Linked DNA regions of Sus scrofa: region 2 is linked to region 1. A link is a contact called in public Hi-C data. All regions are on one chromosome and are shown on one strand. The core of a region is the stretch at or near the end of the contact, and the rest is flanking DNA. Distances in the headings are between cores, read along the strand shown.

What was found. A called contact is a pair of places that touch in the nucleus more often than the background predicts.
Region 2: a contact with region 1 is called in a Hi-C map of retroperitoneal adipose tissue, with 2.5 times the contacts expected there. The contact joins the enhancer-like site here to the promoter of LOC733637 in region 1. A contact is called at or near these places in 2 of 5 promoter capture datasets (liver and skeletal muscle), 20 of 47 Hi-C or Micro-C datasets (adipocytes, alveolar macrophages, embryonic fibroblasts and 11 more) and 2 of 2 datasets of contacts at active chromatin or transcription factors (alveolar macrophages and skeletal muscle).

What each region holds. Positions count from the first base shown.
Region 1 is chr6:103,423,265-103,426,823 of Sscrofa11.1, forward strand. LOC733637 (myosin regulatory light chain 2 protein) reads right to left here and starts at 1,526. Exons shown (of 4, transcript NM_001244251.2): 1 at 1,401-1,526.
Region 2 is chr6:103,508,256-103,511,814 of Sscrofa11.1, forward strand. MYOM1 (myomesin-1) reads left to right here. Exons shown (of 37, transcript XM_005665300.3): 11 at 3,421-3,559. Among named protein-coding and RNA genes, the nearest start is that of MYOM1, 59 kb to the left of the region's middle. Within about 2 kb of position 1,771, at least 8 of the 83 cell types and tissues checked have an H3K27ac peak or open chromatin away from gene starts, as enhancers often do. A contact at or near this core is called in fetal skeletal muscle, liver, mesenteric adipose tissue and 2 more, where this site is marked.

The sequences.
Region 1 (3,559 bases), core at 276-2,775:
AGAAATGGAAAATAAAGATCCTCACACCAAGGGCAACCAGAAGATTTTTTTCAGAATTTCTAGATACTCTGGTTTCATTTGTAAAATGGGATTAATCCCATTACAAATTAATCAACATTACACTATATTACTCTAGTTAGAATCCTAGATTCCAGCATTTATAGTGGTAATAAGTGTAAACTGAGCTGAAGACTTTTTCTACTACAGAACACTCAAATTGACCAGTATTCTGGAAACATGTTCTTTAAGGAAAAACTCTCATTTCAGAAAACACCTCCTAGTACGACAGCACAGTGTCTGCTTTCCGAGTCCAGACCAAATCTACTGATTTGTCTCATTTAAACAATAAACCTTTTTCCAAGCTAAATAGATATATAACTTTTTGGTGCCAACCACAGTTTTTTAAAAGTACATTTTCAGGGTGGTGCTTCCGTTCCAACTAAACCAAGTTTTCAATTCCTTTGCAAACTTCCGGTTAAAGGTAGGAACAGTTCCCTTAGACTGCCACACCCAAAAAGTTCTCAGCACTTGACAAAGGCAATTCTTTGTCGGGGTTCACTGAGAGTAAAGCCTCACTTTTGAAAATAAAAAGCTCTCTGGTCAAGTTTTATCGAATGCCTTCCAGAACATGAAACAAACAGCAATAATTTTAAGAAATACTCACTTTCTTCACCTTTAGATATAAAACTTTGTGCGCTGAAGTTAAAATCTCACCTGAACGCTTATTTCTACTCCAAGTTCTGTAAAGAACTGACATACTCTTTGATAAACCAATTCAACTACTATAAAAAGAAACACTTTGGGAAACTGATATAACCCCAAGTCTCCACCCAAAAGGAATGTGGTGGTGTATTATGGAATTTTTCTGAAGCCGCAAATTAAACACCAAACCTCCCTTTGCCCAAATATCACTTAAAACAAAGTTCTAATTACAGAATGGACACTGAGCTGAGGAAGATGCTAATTTGAGGTGGTTATTCCAACTAAACGTAGCCACACAGCTGCAACAACAGCTGCAGCGGGGAGGTGCGCCGGAGTGGTGGTGGGGGAGGCAATGGGCTACAGTTTTTGCGCAAACTCTTGAATCCGGCAAGTTTACGTTAGAAACTAAACTTAGTCCCAGAGTCAGATCCGCGGGGCTCGGGTTTCCCAGGCCGGCTGTCGCCCAAGCTCGCGGCGCCAGCAGGCTAAGCCACATTTCCTGACCTCCAAGTCTGGCAAAATTGGCATCTGGGCCGTTTCCGGCCCCCGGCTTTTGATACTGGAGCTGGCCCTTGGGCTCGAAACCCACGAAGCGGCTGGTACATCTGCCCAGGTGCGCTCCCGGTACCACGGAAGCACCGCTGCTCATCAGCCGCCCCACGGGTATGCGGCCAGAATGAGCCCCAAGCACCACTCACCCTGCTCAGCCGCAAGAATCCGATTGCTTCGGGTACCCCCTCGCTGCCTCGGCTGCCGCTACTAACTCGCTTCCAATACCAGAGCCGCTACAATCCAACACTTCCGGCCTCCGCCTAGCGAACCGGAAGGAAGTCGAGTCACCATTCTGGGCTAACACTGTGAGCCTGGGTTAACGGAAGGGCGACGGGGCAGGGGTGTTGCCAGTATGCTCCAAGGGCGTAATTTTGACCGACTGCATTGCAAGAAAGTATCAATTGGGCAGCCTAGCACATAGAAAAACGTTAAATGGTTCATTGGGACTAATGACTAAGTTTTAGTCTTTTTTATACCCCCTTTTACAAAGTAAGCTTTTCTTTCCCCCCTTTTCTGTTGGCAAATGGGTGAGTCTCTCCTGTGGGTTTGCCCCTCCGCACATTCCAAAGCCCGGCTAGGGGCGGGGCTCGGCAGCCGAAGTCCTTGTAGGGAAATCGCGGAGATATTTCGCGGCTCACGTGAGTGGCCTTCGCCCCGCCTCCGAGTGCCCGGCCCCTGGCGCCGAGCAGTCCTGCGCCTGCGCCTGGGGCTCGCCTCAGGTTGACCTGGGAGTTTTTGGTTCTCCTGAGGGTCCAGCACGGCTAGCGTACCTCAAGATGAGGCCTTTAGGCGAGAGATTTGATTTCTGTGTACCATGTTATTTTATAAAGGGTCGCGCCCCTCCGTCAGGAGCAAACATTGTGAAGTCCCGGGGGCCCCCAGCGAAGCGGCCACTATCTCTGCCCCAGAAGGATCTCCTCAGGCCAAGGCAGGCGGAAGACTTATTCCCTCTTCAGAAAGTTTGGGGTTCTGTTTCCCACCGGAGCTTCTTGAGTCCCCGACAACAGGGAGAACCTGTCTCCATCGGGCTCTGAGGGAAGACCCGCGACCCACAGCGTGGAGCTTCCTAACCACGCCCATGCCTCTCAGGGTGCCTGGTGAAAAGAGTAAGAAGTCTGGCCTATAGTTTCTCAGTTCTCCTTTCCCAACACAGCTTCAGACACTGCGTCGCCCAATTCTGCCCTCCTCTGTCCAGTCTGGCAAGTGCGGCGACGAAGGAGTGGGCTGGAGCCCATGACACTCCAGGTCACCCCAAAGCCGGGCTTGGGAGCCTGGTCTGGCTCACCAGGCCAGAGCAGTTCTGAGGCTTGGGGTCCCCTCGAAAGCCGCTCTCACCCTGCTGACAAGAAAGGTAAAAGCTGCAGAGTAATGCACTCGGGATGTGATTAAGCTACACCTTCAAAGACCTCAGGAGCATTTCCTCTGTTTTGTTTTGTTTTTGTCTTTTTAGGTCCGCACCTGCAGCAGATGGAAGTTCCCAGGCTAGGAGTCAAATTGAAGCTGCAGCTCTTGGCCTACACCACAGCCACAGCCACACCAGATCCGAGATGCGTCTGCCATCCGAGCTACACCACAACTCATGGCAAGGCAGGGCCCTTAACCCACTGAATGGGGGCCAGGATGAACCTGCATCCTCATGAGTACTAGCTGGGTTCTAAACCGCTGAACCTTGGGAACACCAGTCTCTTAACCAATAATATATTCCAAAGTTCACTTAGAGGCCAAGTCACTGAAAAATAAGTAGCTCTCCTAATTCTCCAGAATAATTGAAACAAAGATGATTAGTTTACTAAACAGCTTTAATAGTGAGAATCCTTTGGAAGGGGGTGGCTACTATCTAAAAATACAAAATATTGGGTACTCCCATCTCGAACCTGCTGAATCAGAATCTTCTAGAGCAGGAGTTCCCGTCATGGCTCAGTGGTTATGAATCTGACTAGGAACCATGAGGTTGAGGGTTTGATCTCTGCCCTCGCTCAGTGGGTTAAGGATTTGGTGTTGCTGTGTCTGTGGCCAGCAGCTATAGCTCTGATTGGACCCCTAGCCTGGGAACCTCCGTATACCGCGAGTGTGGCCCTAAAAAGACAAAAATTAAAAAAAAAAAAAAAATCTAGGGCAGCTTCTGGGTAGCTGTCAATTTAACAGGGGTCCTAAGCGACTCTTATCACCAAAGGTGGGAACTCAGAGCTAGATGGCTTAGAGTCTAAGATGGGGCAGTGACACATTCCAGATGCCCAGGTCAGGGACTGCAGATGATGGGTCTTGGGGCCTGGCTTGGCATCCTGCACCCTGCAGTGCTCACACA
Region 2 (3,559 bases), core at 521-3,020, 85 kb after region 1:
GGACGTGTGTGTTCACAGTCATGGACCTAGGTTTTCAGATCTCTTGGATAGATACTTAGAAGTGGAATTTGCTGGCCATATATTAAATTTGTGTGTAACTTTTTGAGAAACTGCTAGAGTGTTTTAAATGACATTTTATGTGTTGTGTTAAAATCTTGAGGCCATTTTGATGCATTTTTTTTTAGAGCTCTGGTATTTTTGCTGCTCAGAAAATAACTTCTGAACCAGAATGATGGCTGTAAAAAGCACCATATGTCTGCAGAAACACATTCCAGAGCTGTACACATTTGGCCAGGGTTTTATTACATAGATAATGTGTGTTCTTTGTGAAAAAATAGATCATATAAATAAGCAAAAAAGAAAAACTATAGTAAGTCTACCATCCAGAGACATCCAAAGTTATCATCATTTTATGACATATTCTTCTAGACTTTTATATTTTCTTCCCTCTCCCTACCGCACACAGAGTGAGAGGAGAGAGAGGGGAGAAAGATGATAAAATGTTAAAGGATGGGGTATAAATGTCATGAAAAAAGGAGTTCCCGTCACGGTGCAGTGGAAACAAATCTGACTAGGAACCATGAGGTTGTGGGTTTGATCCCTGCTGTCGCTCAGTGGGTTAAGGATCTGGCGTTGCTGTGAGCTGTGGTGTAGGTCACAGACACGGCTGGGATCTGGTGTTGCTGTGGCTGTGGCGTAGGCTGGTAGCTGTAGCTCTGATTCGATCCCTAGCCTGGGAACCTCCATATGCCGTGGGTGTGGCCCTAAAAAAGAGACCAAAAAAAAGTCAAGAAAAAGAATTGCAAATGACAAATAAATATATGAAAAAGTTTTCACTAGTAATCAAATCAATAAAGTTGAAATGATATAATGATTTAATCTATCACATTGAAAAGATTTATAAGATCTTTTAAGTCCCCTGGGAGGAAGGAATGGAGGGACCAGCACTCTTACAGGAGCCCATGAGTGTAAATTGGTAGCTTTTCTCCTGTGTTCTGTCACTGTGTCTCAGCAGTTTGCATTTCCAACAATTCTAGTTCTAGGAATTTAAGTGGTTGAAGTTGAAAAAAATGTTTGTTTGGGGGAAAATCTGAAGGAATCTAGGTATCTGCCAATGGGAGTTGAAAATAAAGTATAAGTGTTCCATATAAACAATGGAAATACTGCACAGAAATGAAAACTAATGATGTATACTGACACTTATTAATATGAAAATATGTGAATAAAGATGGTTTATATGAAACTATATAGTCCAATCCCATTTTTATTTAAAAAACAATTGCTTTTGGAGTTCCCTGGTGGTCTATTAGGTTAAGGATGCAGTGTTGTCACTGCCGTGACTCAGGCTGATCCCTGGCCCAGGAACTTCTGCATGCCATGGGCATGCCCCCCCTAAAAAAAATCACTTTTGAACTTGTAAATACAGAGAAAAAAAATCTTAAAAAATCGAAGCCAATATGTTAGTAGTGGTAATCTCTGAGTTGTGGAATTAAGAGGGATTTTAATATATATTTTGATGATCATATATTTTATAAGCATGTACTACTTTTATAGTAAGATAAAAACATAATGACGTGTATTTTGAAAAATGTTATTAAATAGCCTGTGTCAGAGATCAAAATATAAATAGAAGCAGGTTAATCTTTGGCCTAATCAGTCAAAACCTGCAAAAAGTTTGGCCATTCAGAGGGTGGGGAGAAGGGAGAGCAGAGGCTAAGGAGAGGACTGACATTGACCAAATGGACGCTGTGGGCCAGATGCTCCACAGCAGCTGCTGGGAGCCGAGAGCACAAGTGTGAAGCAACACAACACGGTATTTGGATCTGGCATCCAGCAGCTGCTATACAGAAAACCTCTTTTTTGAAAGATTGTCAAGCCCACAGCACAAATGGCATATTCCACGCAATTGTATAAAAATGCTGAGAAATGGCTCCCTAAATGCCTACTTTCTGCCAGGCTCTGTTACATACGATAGATATATCTAGCAGCAAGGTTGCTGGTTGTTAAATTATGGGCCTTTTGCTAAAAAAAGGATGTGGCTAGAGGTTGCCAGCTGTCCCTCTCAAAGCTGAGCAGCTCTTAGCCCTGTTAACTTCAGTTAATTCTAGGTCTGCTCCACCTTCACCATCAGCAGGCCTTCTCCCCACCATCCATCCAGTGCTCTGAAAGCCCAGAAGGAAATTCGCTTCTCCCCACCAAAATGCCCGTGTGCCATTGTGTGAAACTCAGGGATTGTGCATTATGCTTTAGGTGAGATGATTTAGTTACATTCTCCTAAAGCACTTATGTAGGAGATATTTTCCTGTAGGTTCATGGGTTGAGTTGGGTTCATGGGGCAAAAAACAGAATGTTCAAAACCAGTGATTTGAGCTCTTCACAGATAAAGCACCCCTATTAAATTCAGAAGCAGACAAATATCTCAGCCCTGTTAGCAAACCTTTCAGTAACTTATAAGAGTTCCAGAAATGCAACTCATAGGAAAAGAAAGTGTTTATTTAGTTAACAAGACTGTTTCCCCTGGATGAGTGGCTCCTACCTGTCTCAGACTCTTCTACTAATTCTGGTTATTAAAGGGTTGACCAGATGTCAGAAGGAATGGGCGAATGTGGATCCCCTCTCCCAGGAACTCTGCCTCTTCATCATTCTCATTTAAAAGGCTACTAACTGGTTATTTTCATTCTCCTTCCTTTCCTCCTAAAAACAGCCCTTAGTCACTCATTTAGCCATGCACATATTGCTGAGGGGACCCACTGGCAGAAGATCCCATTTCATGATCATTGTCCTCTATTTCTTGTAGAGTCCTGGACTTTGGCTAAAATCCGATAAACTAAGCTCAGATGTGGGTATTGCATCAGAGTTCTTTTCGCAAGTATCTTCAGTTTGAGAACAAACATCTAACTAAAAATGAATGTTTTCATTTCTCTTCCAAAATGATCATCCCAGCATAGGGATGGGCAAACTTCATGGTTCTTATTCTCTTGTGGGTGTTATCAAGAAGGTGATAAAAAGGCCTGTTTATTCCCCTTTGGAGCTATTCATAATTTTTAAGTAATGCTGTACAATAATAATCTTAAGAGCAGACTTCCTGGCATAACTTACATTAGACTCTTTTGATAGCCGTGCCTGACATCTCCATATTTATCTTCTTTTAGAACATTTTGGGCGGGCGAGGGCATGAGGCAAAGGTCATGGGTCCTTTTCAGAGGCCTTTTTGATGTAATGTTCCTTGTAGTGATGGTGAAAAAGCACACACCATTACTTTCGTAAGCAAATTACATGATTGAAGATGGCTCTACTGGGGCCAAAAATGTAGCTACTGCTGTGGTGTGGTAAGAAAAGTCTGCACTAGTCAGACCTTGGCCTTTTGGGCTGACAGAGCACATCTGAGAGGGTTAACAGCATCCTTCTGTATCCTCACAGATGCTGATGCGGAGATTGAAGGAGCTCCAGCCTCTCCCTTGGACGTGGTGTGCTTGGATGCCAATAAAGATTACATCATCATCTCTTGGAAACAGCCAGCTGTGGATGGAGGGAGTCCTATTCTGGGATATTTCATCGA